Regions from separate parts of the Callithrix jacchus genome. Here region 1 is linked to region 2. The links are chromatin contacts, called in public Hi-C maps. All regions are on one chromosome and are shown on one strand. The core of a region is the stretch at or near the end of the contact, and the rest is flanking DNA. Distances in the headings are between cores, read along the strand shown. Region 1 has its middle 430 kb from the start of GPM6A. Region 2 has its middle 12 kb from the start of WDR17.

The links. A called contact is a pair of places that touch in the nucleus more often than the background predicts.
Region 1: a contact with region 2 is called in a Hi-C map of induced pluripotent stem cells, with 4 times the contacts expected there. The contact joins two enhancer-like sites. A contact is called at or near these places in 2 of 3 Hi-C or Micro-C datasets (induced pluripotent stem cells and skeletal muscle).

Annotation. Positions count from the first base shown.
Region 1 is chr3:15,751,731-15,757,765 of calJac240_pri, forward strand. No RefSeq gene overlaps it. Among named protein-coding and RNA genes, the nearest start is that of GPM6A, 430 kb to the left of the region's middle. Within about 2 kb of position 1,796, at least 4 of the 16 cell types and tissues checked have an H3K27ac peak or open chromatin away from gene starts, as enhancers often do.
Region 2 is chr3:15,259,292-15,265,503 of calJac240_pri, forward strand. No RefSeq gene overlaps it. Among named protein-coding and RNA genes, the nearest start is that of WDR17, 12 kb to the left of the region's middle. Within about 2 kb of position 1,545, at least 2 of the 16 cell types and tissues checked have an H3K27ac peak or open chromatin away from gene starts, as enhancers often do.

The DNA.
Region 1 (6,035 bases), core at 546-3,045, 490 kb after region 2:
AAGTTTCAAGGCAAGGTACCAACTGGGTTAGTTTACTTTGGAGACTCTGAAAGAGAGTTCATTTAATGCCTTCTTCTAGCTACTGAGGCCAGCCATCCTTAGTGTTCCCTGGCTTATAGATGTATCACCCCAACTTCTGTCTCCGTCTTCATATTACCTCCTCCTCTGTGTGTCTTCTTGCCTTCTATTATCTTGAAGGACATTTGCCATTTGATTATGGTCCCCTGTTATCCAGGATAATATCCTCTTGAGATCCTTAACTGTTACATCTGCCAAGATCGTATTTTTAAATGAGATCACATTCACAGCTTCTGGGCAGACATGTATTTTGGGAAGGGTATTAGTCTTCTCTGGCTGCCGTAACAAAATAGCATGGAATGGGTGGTTAACAAACCACAGATATTTATTTTCTCATAGTTGTAGAGACTGGAAGTTGAGATCAGGATGCCAGCATGTCTGTGTTATGGTAAAGGTAGTCTTCCTGCCTATGCAAATGACTATCTTCTTGCTGCATTCTCATGTGGCAGGGAGAGCACTCTGGTGTCTCATCCTCTTCTTACAAGGATATTAATTCCATAGGATCTATGAGGGCTACACTCTTTTGATTTCATTTAACCTTAATCACGTTCTTAAAGGCCACATCTCCAATACAGTCCCTTGGGAGGTTAGGGCTACAACATATGAATTTTATGGTGACACGATTCAGTCCATTACAGGGGCCAGTATTTAACCCACTGCAGTATACTATTCCTTCACTCTCTCTTTACTGTTACAGCGCAGCTTGGACAATTACCTGGCAAAAAGGGTAGAGGAAGAGAATAGCACCAAATAAGTCATGTGATTTCTATATCTCATTTCCTATAATTCAGAAAACAATGATCATTTAGTGTAAATGATAAAGATGCAATATAGTGGCTTTGGAAATAACTTTTTGACTTATTTATTTGTTTGTTTTACTCTCTGGGAAAGCTCATTTAGATAACACGGTAATCACTCATTACATTTGGTAAATTGATTGACTTAGTCCCCTGAATTGTTAGTCCCGGGGTCCTTGTGGACCCTGTCAGGCCATGAAATTAAAGGTCAATGAGATAGTAAAACTGGTCTTTTGAAATACCATTATTGTAAAAGGGTAAGCCACTGTGAGAAATCTTACTATCTATACATCTCAAAGCTTTTTTTCCATCAAAGACAAGTAATTTATTTCCTTCCATAAACACATTTCTTCCAATTGTCTGAGAATTTTTGAAGAGCACAGATAAAATGAATAGTGTCTCAGGCTTTACTGTCTTCAAATCAATCCCTGTTCAATATAATTTATTCCACCTCAGTAATGATTGGTTAGTTACTTGTCCTTGAATTTTTAGCTAGTTATTTTTCTAAAGTGTAATTCTGCTTACTTTTTTATCTGCATTTCATCTTTATTTTATTAAATAATAGGTACATATATGCAAATGTATATAATACACTTTTCGTTATGTTACCAGTAATCACCCATATCCAACATCTTCTCAATACCGTGTTCAAAAGTAGACACACTTAAAAAGTAAAATTTAAGCTACAAAATTCTGCTCTCAGTCTTTCATGCACAAGCCTTGAAAGTCTGTGATTTTTTTTTTTTTTTGCTACATATAGAGCTATTGTTTGATTAAGATAAAGTTTTCGAGGCAATTCAACTCAGCGTTCAGTTAAAGAAACCAGACATTTTCACAGAATCATAAATACAGTGTGAAGTCAGATTGAAAATGATAAGCCTGTTGAGTACATTCTCCACACAGCTCCTTGGGGCTGTCTGTATGTAGAAATTTTCTCACTCCATCTGTTCCCTCTGCCTGAGTGACAGGTCCGCTTCTGCCAGCATTCCCTTCACCAGCAAGAGAGAGAAAATGTTTCCAGGTGCACATGGACACACCTGATCTCCTGCTCATCATCCTTTTAGCATATTTACTAAAGACTGAATAGACTGAGAGGAAATAGATAAAGAATGGGAAAACACTCCAATTTAATGGATTTGAATTAAAAAGGAGAAATGCATCTGACATATTCTTCTGAGATAGCTGAAATAAAGTCTCTCCCACTAAATATTTGGTGTCCAGGAGCCATCATACAGCATTGCCGTATTAACAGTGTTGCTGAATGAAGGCATACTAATGAATTCACATTTGCTGTTGTACCTATGGCTTCAAAAATTGTTTTCAATCAAGATTTTACAAGCATTATATAACCATCTTCACATGCTAACGAAGATGGTTATATAATCTCAGCTCAGTCCACAGTCTGAAGCAAACAATTTCTTCTAAGCATTTCAGTTACTTCATCTAAAAAAAGAAAAAATATCAACTGGTAAGATTTGATTTCTCCGTAAGTTCAATGTATCAATGATAATTTTTTGGTAAGATGATTCAACATCCTCTGACTAATTGTGCAATATGGGTTTGAAGTACTAATCACCCACAGAATATTGAGACTACAAAAGATTGTAATTTTTTTAGATGATTCATTTTAAATTCTTGGAATAGGGACTATTTTGAATATATCTTTGTATCCCCCCACAGAACCTAAGACAGTGCCTCACAGAGAGCTGGGATGAATAGATTTTTGTTAAGTGAATGAATTTTACAGTCTCAGTCTGTAGCTACAATTTCCCAGAGAAAAGGAGAGAACTTGTTTTAGAATTGGGATTGAAAGAAGGATCTCACATCTAAGACTTGAAGGATAAATGCAGCCAAACTGTGGTCAGTTCACAACAGAAAACCATTGCAGAACCAGTCTTTAGGATCTTTGTGTTAATGTTCCCCAGGTCCACCATCTGTGCCCCCTACACACACATAGACTTTGCAGAATATTCCCTTGTCAACTGCAGGCAAAGGGCTTTGGTAAATCTCACTTGATTGTATCCACCATCACAGTTCGAATGAAAACAGACTCTCTCTCTCTTTGGCTATCCTCCTCTACAGAATAGGTGTTGAGAAAAAGTGCTATTAGGAGGAAGGCAAACTGCAATTTCCTAGTTACTATTTGAAGAGACTTAATATCTGTACTCTAAGGAAATTTAATGATATGCATTCTCCAGAATAACTTCTTCAAAACTTATGGTCTGGCTCAAGAGATACGACTTGCTTTAAAAATTATTTTCCTATGACAAGTTAATTAACTCAGAGGTTCATTCATTCACAAATTCACTGACTTGACCAAGCACATATGATGGACAAGACACCATCCCTCAAGGAAATAGATCTGCAGAGGTATGGAGATATTGCATCCAAAAATATCCACAGAAAAGATAGAAAGGATAAAATTTGCAATAGAGTAAAAACAAGAAAAAAACTTTATTGTCTTCATTGTATTCTGTGATGTGGCAGATGAAATGCTCTCTTGAAGGAAGGAAGGAAACAATTGCTGAGGGCTTAAGGAGGTAAAAATATTCTGAGCATTTTCTTCTTGTATAGTGGCAATGCACATTACACACATGGGTATACATGTACATGCACATATGCATATATGCATGTATATACATATATATACACAAACACACAGAGGCTGATATTTTTATTCATATCTCTGCTTAACATAGCATAATTGTAAAAATAGTAACATCAAATTAATTGTTCATCTTCTTACAAGCGATATGATTATTTTAAACAGCATAGAATTTCTGGTTCACTTTCATTTAGATGAAGAAAATGGCTGAACAGAAAGTCTGTCGCAGAAATAAAAAAGCATGTGTCTTTTTCATAGAATTATCAGAGGCTGACATCTAGTGGTTCTCAAAATTCATTTTAATGAAGGACTTTTAATAACGGCATACTTTTCATATACGGCAGATATGCACAGACGGATATATTTTATTTATATGTTCTATTATGGTTCTTTGTACGTAAAACTGTTGACACTTAGAATGAAAAAACTGGCAAACTGGACATGTTGTGATCAGCTACACTCCACATTTTGCATAAAACTGAAAAAGCTCTCTCTTACGTTTTCTTCTCTTTCTTTCTTCCCTTACTTCCTCCCTCTCCCTCTCTCTTTTTCTCTTTCTTTCTTTCTTTCCTCTCTCTCTTTCTTTCTCCTTCCTTCCTTCCTTTTCTTTCTTTCCTTTCTTCTTCTTTCTCTTTCTCACCCTTTATTTCTTTGTTTCTTTTCTGTTCTTTTTTCCTCTCTCCCTCCTGTCTTTCTCCTTTATTTTCTTTATCTCCTGATTTCTTTGCTTTCTTTTACTTTCCTTTTCCTTTTGCTATTTATTTGCAGAATAAGGTCTTCATAAATGGCCTTGCCATCTCTTGGACTTTGGACCTTTCATAATCTGACATAAGCCTCTTATGCATCATATTCTTCGGACATTTTAAAGTGCTTCTCCCTGTATTTCCTGTCTCTGCCCTGCTTTACCATAAGAGTTAAAGTTATTTATGCAAAAGTATGATGCCCTAAGAATTCTCATTTCTTTTTTGCTTTGTATATTTGGCATGTTCTATTACATTACATAGTTTGTATTAAAATATATATGTAGCTATTCTGTCAAATGCATTTTAACTTTATTTTCCTCTTCCTCTTCCTCTTTCTATCATTCTCTCTCTCTCTCTCTCACTTTCTTCATTTTCTATGCCTTATAATTTTAGGACAATAGTTATTGCTAGTATATTTCCTCAACGCTTATCTAATTTTACTTCATTGATGAATATACATAGTTTAAAAGGCCTTATTATGGAAAGTAGATTACATTGAATACTTTCTTGACTTTTTCCCAGTTATGGCTTCTCTCCTTGATCCCTCTCCAAAAGCCATCGATTTAATGAGTTTAAAAAGAGCTTTCTAAGTATGAACTTCCTTCCTTGTGGAATTTGCATTCATTTTTCCATAAAACGTCGCAGGCAATAGTTTTGTGGCAGGAAATGCAAGGTAATCAGATTGGTGCCCTTATTCGTGATCTGTCACGGTGAGCTGTCAGAGTCCCAGAAAATGAGAGAAAAAAAACAATGTAAATAGATAGATTATAGCTCTCTTTGGTAGTGAAGAGTTTGCCTCTTTATTGAAACTGTAATAAGCTGTAAGGATTAATTTAGTGGCTTGCTTGAAAATTTGAAATGGGCTAAGAGTAGATCAGAGAATACCTAAAGGAAGGAACTTCAGAATTGCTCCGAGTCATGTGTGTTCTCCCTCTCTCTTCTTCTCTGTCTTGCACCTACTTCTTTGCAAATACACTCTGCTCCTACACCTGAAGTTGATTTTGAAATAAGGCCAAAATAGAAAGTTATTCTTGAATAATTTTGGAAGATGTTGATAATTTGAGTGAATTGAGAATAGATTTCTAGGACCCTTGAAAGGCAAGTTTTTTCTGCAAATTATCAAAGTGTTATAGTAGACTGTTTCAACTCAATTTCACCTAAAGATTCAGTAGGCCTGATTACCTTTGTATCATTTTCAAAACCTGTTTCCTTCTCTTAAGCTGTTAAGGTCATGAAAGACTCCAAATAACAAAAGCAATCTTGAGAAAAAAAATAATAAAGTTGGAGGCATTCCATGACCCAATTTCAAACAATATTACAAAAACAAAGTGGGAGGCCAGGAGCGGTGGCTCACGCCTATAATCCCAGAACTTTGGGAGGCCGAGGCGGGTGGATCATGAGGTCAAGAGATTGAGAGCATCCTGGTCAACATGGTGAAACCCCGTCTCTACTAAAAATACAAAAATTAGCTGGGCATGGTGGCACATGCCTGTAGTCCCAGGTACTCGGGAGGCTGAGGCTGGAGAATTGCTTGAACCCAGGAGGCGGAGGTTGCCATGAGCAGAGATCATGCCATTACACTCCAGCCTGAGTAACAAAAGTGAAACTCCATCTCAAAAAAAAAAAAAGAAAACAAAGTGTGGTAGTGGCATAAAAACTTAACACGTAGACCACTGTAACAAAATAGAGAGCTTAAAAATAAACTCAAGCACTAATTTCTAGCAAGGGCACCAAGAGAGTACAGTGGAAAAAGAATAGTATCTTCAATAAAATGTCTGGAAAATCTGAACATGTATAGTCAAAGAAATTGAC
Region 2 (6,212 bases), core at 295-2,794:
CATTATGAAGGAATCAAGCATATGCTATAAGCAGTTCAAATGAAAATTGAAAAGCTCACAAATGTGTACGTCATGTAAATGAATATTTAAATGAATTTCAAATGAAGGGAAAAACTGTTTTGGGAGGAGAAGGGGATAAGTCGGGTTAGATCTTTACCATACAGAAAAAGTTCTATATATCTATCAGATCTACAATGTTCAAAAGGCAAAACAGCTAAAGATCATGTGCAGGGCTAGAATCAGACAGAAGAAGGGTGCACTGTAATCAGTGTACAGAATTCCATGTCTTTTCAGTACATTATGTTGGCAATGTTTGGGGAGCTAGGTCTGAACACAGAGAATACTCATTGAGTTGGCAAATATGTAGACTTTAAATTTAATTGACTTGATTGATTTTTAACTAACATCACATATAGGTTTACTACATGTGGGTAAATAAAAAGATAATCTTAAGGTATAAGGAGACTAAAACAGCTTTCCAGGCATGGCTTAAAACAGCACATTGGATGATTATAAACTACTGTCGCCTCATAGTCTCATAATTATCAAGGCATTAAAAGAGGATTTTAGGCCGGCACAGTGGCTCGCACCTATAATCTCAGCACTTTGGGAGGCTGAGGCAGGTGGATCATGAGGTCGAGAGTTTGAAATCAGCCTGGCCAACATGATCAAAACCCATCTCTACTAAAAATACAAAAAAAATTAGCCAGGAATGGTGGTGGGTGCCTGTAGTCCCAGTCACACTGGAGGCTGAGGCAGGAGAATTTCTCGAACCCGGGAGGTGGAGGTTGCAGTGAGCTGAGATTGCACCATTGCACTCCAGCCTGGGGGACAGAGTGAGATGCCACCTCATAAAAAAAAAAAAAGAGAGAGAGAGAGAGAATTTTAGAGACAGGTTCTTGCTCTGCCACCCAGGCTGGAGTGCAATGATACAATCATAGCTCACTGTAGCTTTGAACTCCTGGGCTCAAAGGATCCTCCTGCCTCAGCCTCCCAAGTAGCTAGGACTACAGGTGCACAACACCGCATCTGGCTTTTTAATTTTTCTTTTGGTAGAGACAGGATCTTGCTATGCTGCCCAGGCTGGTCTGGAACTCCTGGCTGCTAGTGATTCTCCCACCTCAGCCTTCTGAGCTGGGATTATAGCCATGAGGTATTGCGCCCTGCCCTAAAATCTCTATAGTCAAATTTATAGTGGTACCTACCTGAGATTTTGTTGTTGCTGTTGTTGTTATTGTTGTTGTTGTTGGGAGAGAGAGGCAGAAAGCAGAGAGGAGTATACATGACTCTTCTCTACATAATGGGAAAAATAATAACCTCCATATAAAATATTGGGATGATTCCTTGCCTCATTAAGGTATAAAAATAGAATAGAAGTTTAAAAATAAGGTTTCTGCTATTATCTGAAATAGTGTATAGACTTCTTAGCATTACAATCCTTTCCTAATGATTTTTAAGTAGCAGACAAATTTCAGCTGCCACTAGGTGACACTATTGCATCCTTAGAGTAAAATGGAGAAGTTGATTTCTGCTGGTGGCTGTGAAGGAAATGCAAGTTCTGTCGGGCCAGGCTTGATTCCTAGCCCCTTGATTTGATCCTATTTGCTCATTCATAGAGTTCCGTTCGGACCCACGGTTGCAACCTGCTGCTTGTCCAAATCTGAAGTGCTGTAGTGATTATGACAGCTATGATTCCACCTCGCTATTTAGACACAAGCATTGGTCTTCCTCTCTTTTAGAGGTCACCTTGCCTGGTACTGCACCTATCTGTAAACCAGTGGGTTGGCTTATGTCTCTGCTGGACTGTCTCCCTAGAAGGTCTCCTGCCACTACTTGTCACTCTACTGAGGCCCCTGTGTGGAATGTATGGGCATGGTTTCCCTGGTGGAATGTTGCTTCTTGTCTGAAATCAGTAGCGGGAGAGTGAATACAGAGCAGTCACAGCTTTTTCGACCCTTTATACTTTACACCTGCACCACTCAGTGCTGAAGGGAACATCAAACTTTCTGAAGTGTTGGTGAAACAAAGGGTCTGTAAGGTAGGAGGGAAGCAGCTTCACACTGTCTGGCTCATGCTGCGTTCCGCACTGCACAAGTGTTTGAAGATCTAAGAGGGAATGGCAGGGGATAAACAAAGACACACAGACTAACACAGTGATCTAGACCAGGTGGTCCAAAAAGCTGATGATGTCAGTCTCTTCAGCCCCGACCTGCCTCTGAGTACTTTATTTTATATGTTCACAAAGCACATAGCAGAGGGAGGGTGCCGTTACTTAGAACAGCCTGTGGTTATAAATCATACTTCAGTTAACATACTTCAGCTAACAACTATCTTGCAGCAAGGTCAGTGAGATCTGGTTATCTTTTTATAGGCCTCTCTGCCTTTCTCTGAGACATACACATTCCCCTATTATGGTTTTGCTTCTCTGGTATACACCCAAAGCCCACAGCAGGCCTGCTGCTGATTCCTCCAGACAGGTGGGCTACTCTGGCTCTCTACAAAGCTGCATATTAACTATGCCTTTAGTTTTCATCCCAAGGCAAAGCATCCCCAGACTTAAAAGTTTTAGAAGGTCAGGGACTTGCTTGATGGGTACCTAACTTCGAAACGGTTTCCTTAGTAATAGATACTTCATAAAATTGCCCCCTTCCAAATTCTGCCATTAGACCCTGCACCCACTATCCAGGGAGTCTACCCCTTACCCGCAAAGGTTATTTTCATCCATCCGCCTCTTGCTAGTGGAACGTTGTCTTAAGTTAGAAATACCATTCTAAAACACCACCTCTTTGAGGTGCAGGTGCAGAGGTGGGAAAAGAGAGGGAAAGGAGAGGCTGCAGTGGGATAGTCAGTGTGTTCTGTGGACTTCTGGCATTCCAAGTCTTCCATAATGATGTCAGCTAGAAAGAAGCAATCCGGTCTGTTCTCGGCAAGGTTTTCCAGCACTGCCACTTTCGGGCATGCTCTTTTCCTCACATTGTCAAATGGATAACTGAGAAATTAAACATGGACTTACAACATACATATGCATATTTGGAAGATACATGCATACCTCTAACAAAGGAGGACAATTAGCAGAGTCAGCAGAATGTGAACAGAGCTTGCAAACTGGTCAGGCCATTTCTGAGCAACATTTCTGTTACGTTTTGCCTAAAGCCTACACAATTTGTTTCACAAGGAGCCAACACCTAAAAATCAGGAGATTTCACCGTAAAACTTCGTTATTCCAGTTTTTTCATACTAACCAGAAGCCCTAGATATATGGGATCTTATTCCAATGCAAGTAATCAGCTAAAGGCAAGTAGTCATTGACCCTCTAGATGAGGCAGATGATACTCTTTGACAGTCACTGTCTCTCTCTCTCTCTCCCTTTTTTTTTTTTTTTGAGGTGGAGTCTCACTCTGTGGCCCAAGCTGGGGTACAGTGGCACGATCTTGGCTCACTGAAGCCTTCACCTCTGGGGCTCAAGTGACTCTCCTGCCTCAGCCTCCCAAGTAGCTGGCACAGGCGTGCACCACCACACCTGGTTAAATTTTATTTTTATTTTTGTATTTTTAGTAGAGACAGGATTTCAGTATGTTGTCCTGGGTGGTCTCAAACTCCTGAGCTCAGGCAATCCGCCCACCTTGGCCTTGCAATGTGCTGGGATTCCAAGCGTGAGCCACCTCGCCTGGACTCTCTTTCCCTTTACACTCTAGGACCCTTGTTGACAGTAGCTGCTTGACAACCGTAGGTATTTAGATTTGTGAACCCTGATCTAAACTGTTAAGAAAAAAGGAACATTTTTCCAAACTGGGAGGCCTGTTCTCTCACAATCCCAACAGAGTTAGTACTTTACATTGTATGTTTTGTAAAGCACTATTGGCTCTTTTCTTTTATTCCTCCCACCCCTACCCTTCTCACTCCTACAAACTAGACCTGTGTTTCTGTTTTTATGTGATGCTTTCATGGAATGGATTGGTGTCATAGCACCGTTGCCATGCAAATATTCCAGCTATTGTCAGGAGCGATCATTTCCTCAAGTCACTGGCTTTGAACATCTTTTCCTTGCCACTTGCCACGTGACTATGACCAATGTCTTTTCACAGTAAAATGAAGCAAGCCTACTGCTTAGAACTTCTGATGTATTTCTCAAGGTTCTTCTGTTAGCTACGTGAACATCCTGTGGATACCGAAGCAGAAGTGAGAAGGGGAAGTTTTATGGCTCTATGGTTTTACCTCCATATGTCTCTGTGATCTTGGATAAGTTAACCAGCTTTCTAAATGATGTCTTCTCATCGACAAAGTGGTACATTACAGCTTACTTATACTTGGATTCAGAAATAAATGGACTTTCAGAAAACTGGCCCACCGCAGGAAGAACTTCTTGAGAAACATTCTGAGGAAGGAAAGTTCAAGCTCACAGCCTTGGCCTAATCGTAACGTCCTTTGCTAGTCAGGAGAAATGACTATAATTACTGGATATGGAAGTCATTTGAGTGTCTGTTGCACTCACAGAAATAGAATTCAAGGAAGAGAGAAAAACAAGTAAAGTCTATGATATGGCTAATCAATAGCCCTGTAAGACTTGTGGACCCTGCCTTTTTTGCAATCTGTATACTACATACAGCAAAGCAATATTCTCATTTCAGGTGAGAACACAGGCAGCAATCCATATGGAAGATGTTAAAACACCTGTAGCGTTAACATCCTTTAGCTCAGCATCATTGCTTTCTCACAAAGAGGCCAATTAACCTCAGCCTGGCATTGGCATGATGTAGCTTCGGCTTTAGGTGCCACTAAGGAGAGCAACATCAGTGAGGTATCTTACTGTAACACTGCTGGTGGCTTCAGCAGCAAACAACATTATGGGAGGCTGAAGCCAGAGAATGAGAAAAGGAAAATAATAAAAGGCAAGCAGTAGCTGAGAATAGTGTATCTAATAGTTCCAACAAGACTATGCAAGACTGTAGGTAAACCTGTCCCCTCTTGGAACCTCTCAGGAAAGCCATTTCTTCATGCCGAGTGTGCAGAGTTTCAGGCAAGCTGTACTGAGGACCAGTATATTGTTGAGTAGAAAAGTCAACACAAAAGTAAAAGCTCAGGAACAGAAAAGCAGTCTTCTCTTTACCTGATTTCATCACCAACAACCTGATGGTTGTGCTGGTATTTATGTAGTTTTCTTTGCTCGGTTAGACCATCGTCCTCATCCTCTGTAATTTTATGACTCTCCTTTTGCAGCATGAACACTGACATGCCTTTGGCTTTGCAGGGTATTGGAGATGATGACTACTGCCATTTGACTTTCCATCCAACTTCAGAAAAGTTCTCATATCACACAGTCTAGTCTCATGTTTGAAAGAACAAAGAGATTGATAGGATTGTTTTGGCCTGAGTAGTAATATTCAAAACTCATTACTTTTTTGTAGGGAAGTTTGATCTAAGTTATAGAATATAAGGAGATGCAACAGAAAGATTTTCTATTCCCTTTGTTAACTGGCAAAATAGGGGCAAAATCAAAAGGAGATTAGGTAGAGCCTTTAAGAAGGGATTAGTAGCAAATGTTTCTGTTTTTTTTGATGTGCTTCAACATGATTGCTTAACAGATTTGTATTTTTTCATGCAATAACTACAGGCATTGTCAAGAGTGACTGTCTCATTAGTCACCAACTATTTTTCTGGATTAAACTAAATAAAATAAAATTTATTTCCTGCATTGATTATTCCCCAAACCATCTCAAGAAACAGGTATAGGAAGATATCCATGTTCTCCCAGAATAATCAGTAGAAACTTTAAAAAGTAAAAGATCTGGAAAATTTGGCTTTGTAAAATTATATAATAATAATGAAAAAGAGTTAAAAAAAAACTCCAGTCACCTCTTGCTTATTTTAAATATGTCAAGCAAAATACATAGTTTCTAGTCTATGCTGACTTCATACTCTCAGATTCATTCTTTCATTCTTCGTTTCACAAACCTCTTGATGAGTGACTCTGTGATATAGACTATGCTTGGTTCTGGGGTAATAAACTCAGAAAGACTAATTTTCTGGGTTTAAGAATGTCATAGTCTAATGGAAACCTTGAAAATCAACTCTAATAAAATGTGATAAATGTTATAATGAGCGAGTTTGTGGAGTTTCAGAAATGGAGGGGGACTAGGGAAGTCAGAGATATCATCACAGAGAAAAAAGTCTATTCAATCTGTGGTTGGAAAAATTATTAAAAATTCATCAAA